Regions from separate parts of the Mus musculus genome. Here region 1 is linked to region 2. The links are chromatin contacts, called in public Hi-C maps. All regions are on one chromosome and are shown on one strand. The core of a region is the stretch at or near the end of the contact, and the rest is flanking DNA. Distances in the headings are between cores, read along the strand shown.

Evidence for each region. Hi-C and Micro-C count contacts between places; a contact is called where the count stands out from the background.
Region 1: a Hi-C map of cerebellar granule neurons shows a contact between it and region 2, with 1.9 times the contacts expected there. The contact joins two enhancer-like sites. A contact is called at or near these places in 1 of 39 promoter capture datasets (hippocampal neurons) and 11 of 484 Hi-C or Micro-C datasets (brain, cerebellar granule neurons, cerebral cortex and 4 more).

The regions. Positions count from the first base shown.
Region 1 is chr10:90,670,702-90,673,749 of GRCm38.p6, reverse strand. The region is part of intron 16 of Anks1b (ankyrin repeat and sterile alpha motif domain containing 1B); the gene reads right to left. Among named protein-coding and RNA genes, the nearest start is that of Apaf1, 410 kb to the left of the region's middle. Within about 2 kb of position 1,394, at least 3 of the 459 cell types and tissues checked have an H3K27ac peak or open chromatin away from gene starts, as enhancers often do. A contact at or near this core is called in cerebellar granule neurons, where this site is marked.
Region 2 is chr10:90,594,902-90,598,161 of GRCm38.p6, reverse strand. The region is part of intron 15 of Anks1b (ankyrin repeat and sterile alpha motif domain containing 1B); the gene reads right to left. Among named protein-coding and RNA genes, the nearest start is that of Apaf1, 490 kb to the left of the region's middle. Within about 2 kb of position 1,406, at least 50 of the 459 cell types and tissues checked have an H3K27ac peak or open chromatin away from gene starts, as enhancers often do. A contact at or near this core is called in cerebellar granule neurons, where this site is marked.

The DNA of each region.
Region 1 (3,048 bases), core at 145-2,644, 76 kb before region 2:
GTAATAAAAACTGATAACAAACTACGAATAGTGGTGGGCTATCTGCAATCTCAGGAACTGGGAGATAGAGGCAGGAGGATCAAGGCTGGCCTCAGCACATAGTACATTAGAGGTCAGAATGGTCTACATGGAACACTATCTCAAAAAACAACACCAACCCCAGAATGCTCCCCTAAGCAACAACAACAACAACCCCCAGAAAAATCAACTAACCAACTAATAACAGACAAAGGGAAATGAAGGATGGTATATATCATATTTGTGGTTAAAGGAATATAAAAGCAGTTTGCAGCAAGTTACTAAAATGGAACTATGATACTAGCATGGAAAATAGATCAAGGGATAAGGAACATCCTAACACCAATAATGGATCAGGTAGATGCTGCTGTCAGGAAGTGTCACACAATTAGAGACAGATGTTCCTCTATCTAAAGGGTGGGCTTACGATTGCTCAATTAGACCACAAGACACATCAGCTTTTGGGGGCTGATATTATGAGATAGGTTTATACCTAACAGGAGCCTAATGAAAATTTGTCACGTAACCCTCTTTGCTCTGGAGGTTTTAGTCCTTTTTAAAATCTTTCCATGTTCTGGAATGTCAATGCCCACAGGATAGTGCTGACCACATGGGAAAAACAGTGCATCGGAGTCCTCACTGTGTTGGAATCTCATGGCAGCCTGCTGACTTGTGAGTCTCCTTGAGTTGGGTTGGAGGGACTCTCTGAGGTACTGAACTTCCCACAAGCACTATGGTGATGCTAACACTGCCAGTCCCTGGGTCACCTAGAGTAGACATGATTTAGAGGATGGCAGAGGGACAGAGCGAAGGTCTTGATTCCTTCTAGAATTGCAGAATAAAGAGCCAATTTATAAACCCAGACTGTTCATTTCAGAACTGTTATGTGCTAGAGACCAATGTTGTGTTCTCCAAACTGTTGTATTTTGAAGCTCTTTGTTTTTGGTAGCATAGCTTTTATTTGCATATAAGTATAAGTGGAAATAAGGTAGTCATAGGAACATTCATACGGAATTAGTACCTGCATTTGGCAGCATGCTGCACTGCCTTTTGCTCTGTGTATTCATAAGTGTTCACATTTATTGACATCAAAAAAATTTTCTCTTTCCCTTAACTGCATCTGTGGGCATCTTTCTGTCAAACCCACCATCATCCAGTTGCCATAGTTATATAGAGATGAGAATGGGAATCTGTAGGAGAATGTCTCAAGTTTCTAATTTAGACATTTGGCTTTGTGGTAGCTTTAATAGCCACGGGAAAAAACCACCATACAGCAGAATGATATGGATAATTCTGTGGCACAAGAAACATACATACTGTAGACCAGCACCTGAAATTTGGGGAAGAATTCCAGGGAGTCACATGACCTTGGCATCATGAGCAGTACAGATGGGAGTCTTGGCTGCCACAGTTACTAACAATGTGACCTTGAGTAAACTTCTCATCCTTGCCAAGTGCCCACCATCTGATTATTAAGGTGAGAGATGAAAAGAATGGCTGAGAATTGTCATGTATAGCCACAGAGACAACGCAAGGAGAGCTTAATGCAATACTCACCGCACACAGGAGTGCCATAGATTTTATCATGGAGAGCTGGTGGCCTGTGTGAGTGAGACTGCACGGGGATGCCGAAGGGTGTGAAGAGGTGTGAGCTAAGCATGAACCACTTCCACTGGATGTGGGAGAGATAAGGACCATACTGAGGAGGCAAAGCAAAGATGGTCCTGACAGGAAGAGATGTGGGGAAAGTTTTAAGGAAGGATGTTGCAGAGCTAGTGAGAAAAAACGAAGTGGAGGAGAGGGCAGGGAGATCTGGCATATAGGTCATGAGGGATCTCATGGAAAAAAGCACAGAATCCTGGCTGCACCTGGGTGGGGAGGGAGTTAGCTCTGAGCAGGCAGAATATACAGAGACGAAGGATTTAGGAAACAAGAGAAACATGAACGGAAAGCAGGAAGAATAAGAACTCAGTGTTAAGGGTAGTCAGTGTCTGTAGGGGGTGGTTCTGATGTTTTGATCAGGAATCTGCAGGTGCACACTGAAGGTCCTGTTTTTCAATTGGTTCTTGATCAATCAATAAAGATGCTAGTGGCCAATGAGCTAAGAGGAATAGGCGGGACTTCCAGTTTTCCTGCAGGTAAGGGAGGAGAGAGAGAGAGATATTTTGCCACACTTCGGAGGGAGAAAGAGCCATCAGCCATGTGAGATCTCAGGCAAAGTGGCTATTGGCTTCTTCCCTGACTGGGCATGGGATGGTAGCACGAGGGCAGATTTAGAGAGCTAAATTTAGGACTAAAGGTAACTGAGCAACTACAGTTGAGGGCAGTTTTAGGGTGCTGAGCTGGGAGTGAAAAGAAGGGCATGATAGTTGAGGAAGACTTAGAAGAGCCTGGCCATTGAGCTAAAGCATATCAAAACTATGCTAATGTGTGTGTGTGTTTCATCTGTGGATGTGAGGGAACCTGAGCAGGGCTTGTAGTGCAGTCCACCTGTAGCTCCAAGCATCCTTTAGGAATGAACCTGAGCATGCCCTGGAAGGGAGGGGGGGGGGAGACTTGCTTGGTGGTTAAGTTTATTTACATTTATTTATTGTGTGTGGTGTGTGGTGTGTGTGGTGTGTGTGTGTGTATGTGTGGTGTGTGTGTGTGTGTGTGTGTGTGTGTGTGTGTGTTATGCATGGATGCCAAGTATGCATGTGGAGGTCAGAGTTCAATTTTGTGGAATGTTTTTTCCTTCCACCATGTAGGACTCATGGATCAAGCTCAGGCTGTTGTCAAGCTTGGTAGTAGAACCTTTACCTGCTGAGTCGTCTTGCTGGCCTGCTTGGTAACTTTGATTGCCTTTCTTGAAAATTAAGGAGTCAAGGACAGTTGGAGCTAACTCTGACATGGATAATCTTTCTGTGAAAGCAGTATACATATATGGAAGCTATGTGGATTAGACTTGGGGTAGACTCTTATATGGGCAAGGGTTCTCATATGTGTGGTATGCCACTGTCCAGGTAAAAACATAGAAACCTATGACTTAAT
Region 2 (3,260 bases), core at 157-2,656:
AAGACGATACATTTTATATTTAGGAAGCATTTGCTAGGGAGGATGGTAGAGTAAAATTTAATTGATTTCTTCCCCCTCTGTAGCTCTTAAAGAAGTAGCATGTGACTCCAGATTAGTCGGCAACATGAATATTTCTGTAAAAAGGAATTTTTCCTTGCTTAGGCTGTTAAGTCTTACCCATCCTTGATACTTCCCTTTGTCTTACTCTCACAGACAAATATCACCATGTTTTATCTATCTCTGATTTTTGATTTCCTCCTCTTGTCTGTCCCCACAGCTGGCAAGGCTCTCCATTACCAAAGGCCTCTCTTGCTCACAGTCCTCCACTCCCACCCATCCCCCAACGCCAGAATATTAGTGTGAAAGATCTTCTCCCGCTGTTCTGCTACTCCCAGCGTTTTTTATAGAATTAGCCAAACCTTCTAAGAGAGCACTTGAGGTGCTAGTCCAAAATTATCTTTCTAACTTTACTTCCCGAGCCCCACCCATTCCCGTCACACATAGAGCCTGCCTTAATAGGCGCGTCTTCTGAATGATCTACCATGGTCTTCATGTCTGTTGGAACACTTTCAACGCACACTTAAGTGACTGGCCAGAGACTTTATTGCTGCAGTTTGTAAAGCCAGACCTTTGGAGTACCCCTTCCTGCATTTGAGGTACACCTGTGCTGACAATGCTTAATTCTGTTGTTAGTGATGATTTGTCTCTTCCTATGCAATAGCAATGACCATTCACCGCTCATCATCCTTGCTTTCATAGCGTGCTTTCAACCATCTGGGGTAGCGCCATCTCTAACACATAATAAGTGGTCAACAAACTCCTGTTTGGAATGATTGGGGATATTGTGTGGGACTTCATGGGTCCCTAAGGTTGAGCTTTTTGTCTTCTTGCTGAGGTAAATTTTTTTTTCCCTGCCAGTTGTGACTATTACCAGTTGTTACAGTCACAAGTGGTAACAATGTAACAATTTGGTACTAGCTTTTAGCCATGTCCTCCCTCTGGCTCCACACTACCTGCAATAGCAGACACTCAAGTCTTTCTCTTCGCTATTAAGTGACAGTCTGCAGCTCCTAGTTTGTTAAGCTAAACAAACTCTTCTGCCCTGCCTAGTCCCCCCCCCCCCCTTTTTTTTTTTACCGTAGTCTTTAGCTTAAACTTTTTATTAGAAACAGGCCATGTCTCACAGTCTTCTCATCTTTGGAGACTGTAAATTATCCTGTTACTTCATTTGTAATGGGAACATATTTATTTTCTGTGATGATGGCTCCCCTGAGTCCTTCCTTTTTCTTAGCTACATAAAGTTAACTTCCTCAGTGGCGAATTAAGGACAGATTATGAGCAGCCTGGGAACCAGGCTCCATCACCACAGGGGCCGCCCACTCAGCCTCCTTCTGTTCAGCCACCGGAGAGTTGCAGCTGCTCTGGGCTGCTCTCCCCATCTCTCTTGAATTGAGAGGCAGAGAGACAGAGAGAAAGAAGGAAAGATGTGCATGCACTCATACCATATACACACACACACACACACACACACACACACACACACTCACTCACACACACACACACACACACACACACACAGAGACAGACAGAGACAGACAGAGAGAGAAACGGGGCGGGGGGGAGGGAGAGAAAGAGAGAGATCCCTTTTCCCCAGCATTATCTGTTGGTGTCTGTTCTTGAGTTTTCTAGGTTCTTCTCTCCTTCTTCTCCCCCTACCCCAGCTGCCTACCATCTCCTCCTACACCCAGACCAGCAGTGACTGCACTCCAAGACTCCCCCTCCTTCCAACACTGCCGCTCCGTTTCCATAGCAACAGAAAATGTTGGTGGGAAGCAAAGATGCTGAACTGCAACTCGTGTTGGGGCTGGGAGGAGGAGGAGGTGAAATGTGGGCCTCTCTGGAGGCTTCAGAGGGAGGGGAAGCACCTTGGGGAAGTGTGGTGAGGGGGAGGGGAGAATGCCAGGTGAGAAGCCCTCAGGATAGGAGGGAGTTTGGGGAAGGTACATTGGCAAGTGGAAATTGCTTTGGTTAGAAAACTGAAATAGGCAGAAAGAGGAAGACTTATAAAAAGTAATGGAGAATTCTATATATACAGTAGTTGACTGAGAGGTTAAGCTAAGCAGAACACTGAGAACAGATGATGTCATTTTGAAGGGTAAGTGGTGTAGGGGTAAAAAAGTAGTCGGGGTGCTTAGAGTATAATAATAATAATAATAATAATAATAACAACAACAATAATAAATCTACATGGGAAACAAAAATATGATACCAGGCTTTGGTTTGTGATGGGAATGTCTTCTTTGAGTTCATAGAGTTAAGAATATCTACTTCAAAAAGCTATGAATGAGGGTCAAGGAAAATACAGTACATGGGACAGACACTCAGAGTGTGTAAGGTAGATGACAATACCTAAAAAAACATTTTAGTTGAGGAATGGCATTTCAAACGCTAAAATTACCACTCAAAATTTACCCAGAATCACAAATTGTTATACGTTTTTCTTTTTCATCATCTTCAGTTTTGCGTAGCTCTAAGTACGTGATGTCCTGCTTAAGCCCATGGTTTATACATGATGCCCTACTACCACATGCCTAAGGCCATGGTTCATACAGGATGTCCTGCTACCCTGTGCCTGAGCCCGTGGTCTCACCACATTACTCAGTGCTTGCCCTGTCACCCCACAGAACCACCCTGGGCCTCAAGCAAATATCCCACCATGCTTTCATAGAGGCCTCTTGTATTTGCTCAGGCCACAGCAGTGCTGGTCTTGTAACTTTCCAGTGATGGAGGGGGTTGCTACAGAAACTGCTTGTCTACAACCATGATTACAGTGGTTCTCTGGACTTTTTCTGAATGAATCTATGCTACTTCTTCCTTTAGGACTGCAGAGCAAGAAATGATAGAAACCTATGTAGGAAGATGCGTAAGGACCTCTGGACCGCACCCCTGCCTCCCTTGTGCATCCTGCAGCAGTGGTGGTCAGCAAGCGATGCTTGAGCACTGCTTAAGTGCCATCCCTAGGCTTTGAGGGGATGGACTCATATAAACCCCACTTCAGCCCAGTGGCAAGGGGAAAGTGATGGTTTGTATCATATCTGTTGTTTATATGCACAAGCGGAGGCACAGAGATACGGAATACCTGACTCACGGCAACAAGCTTGTCAAGGCTGGGCTGGGATTTGAATCCCGGTGGAATCTATGTCTTAGCCATCACACTTCTGTACTACTTCTGTTTGAGAAAAATAATATCTGGGCCCTTG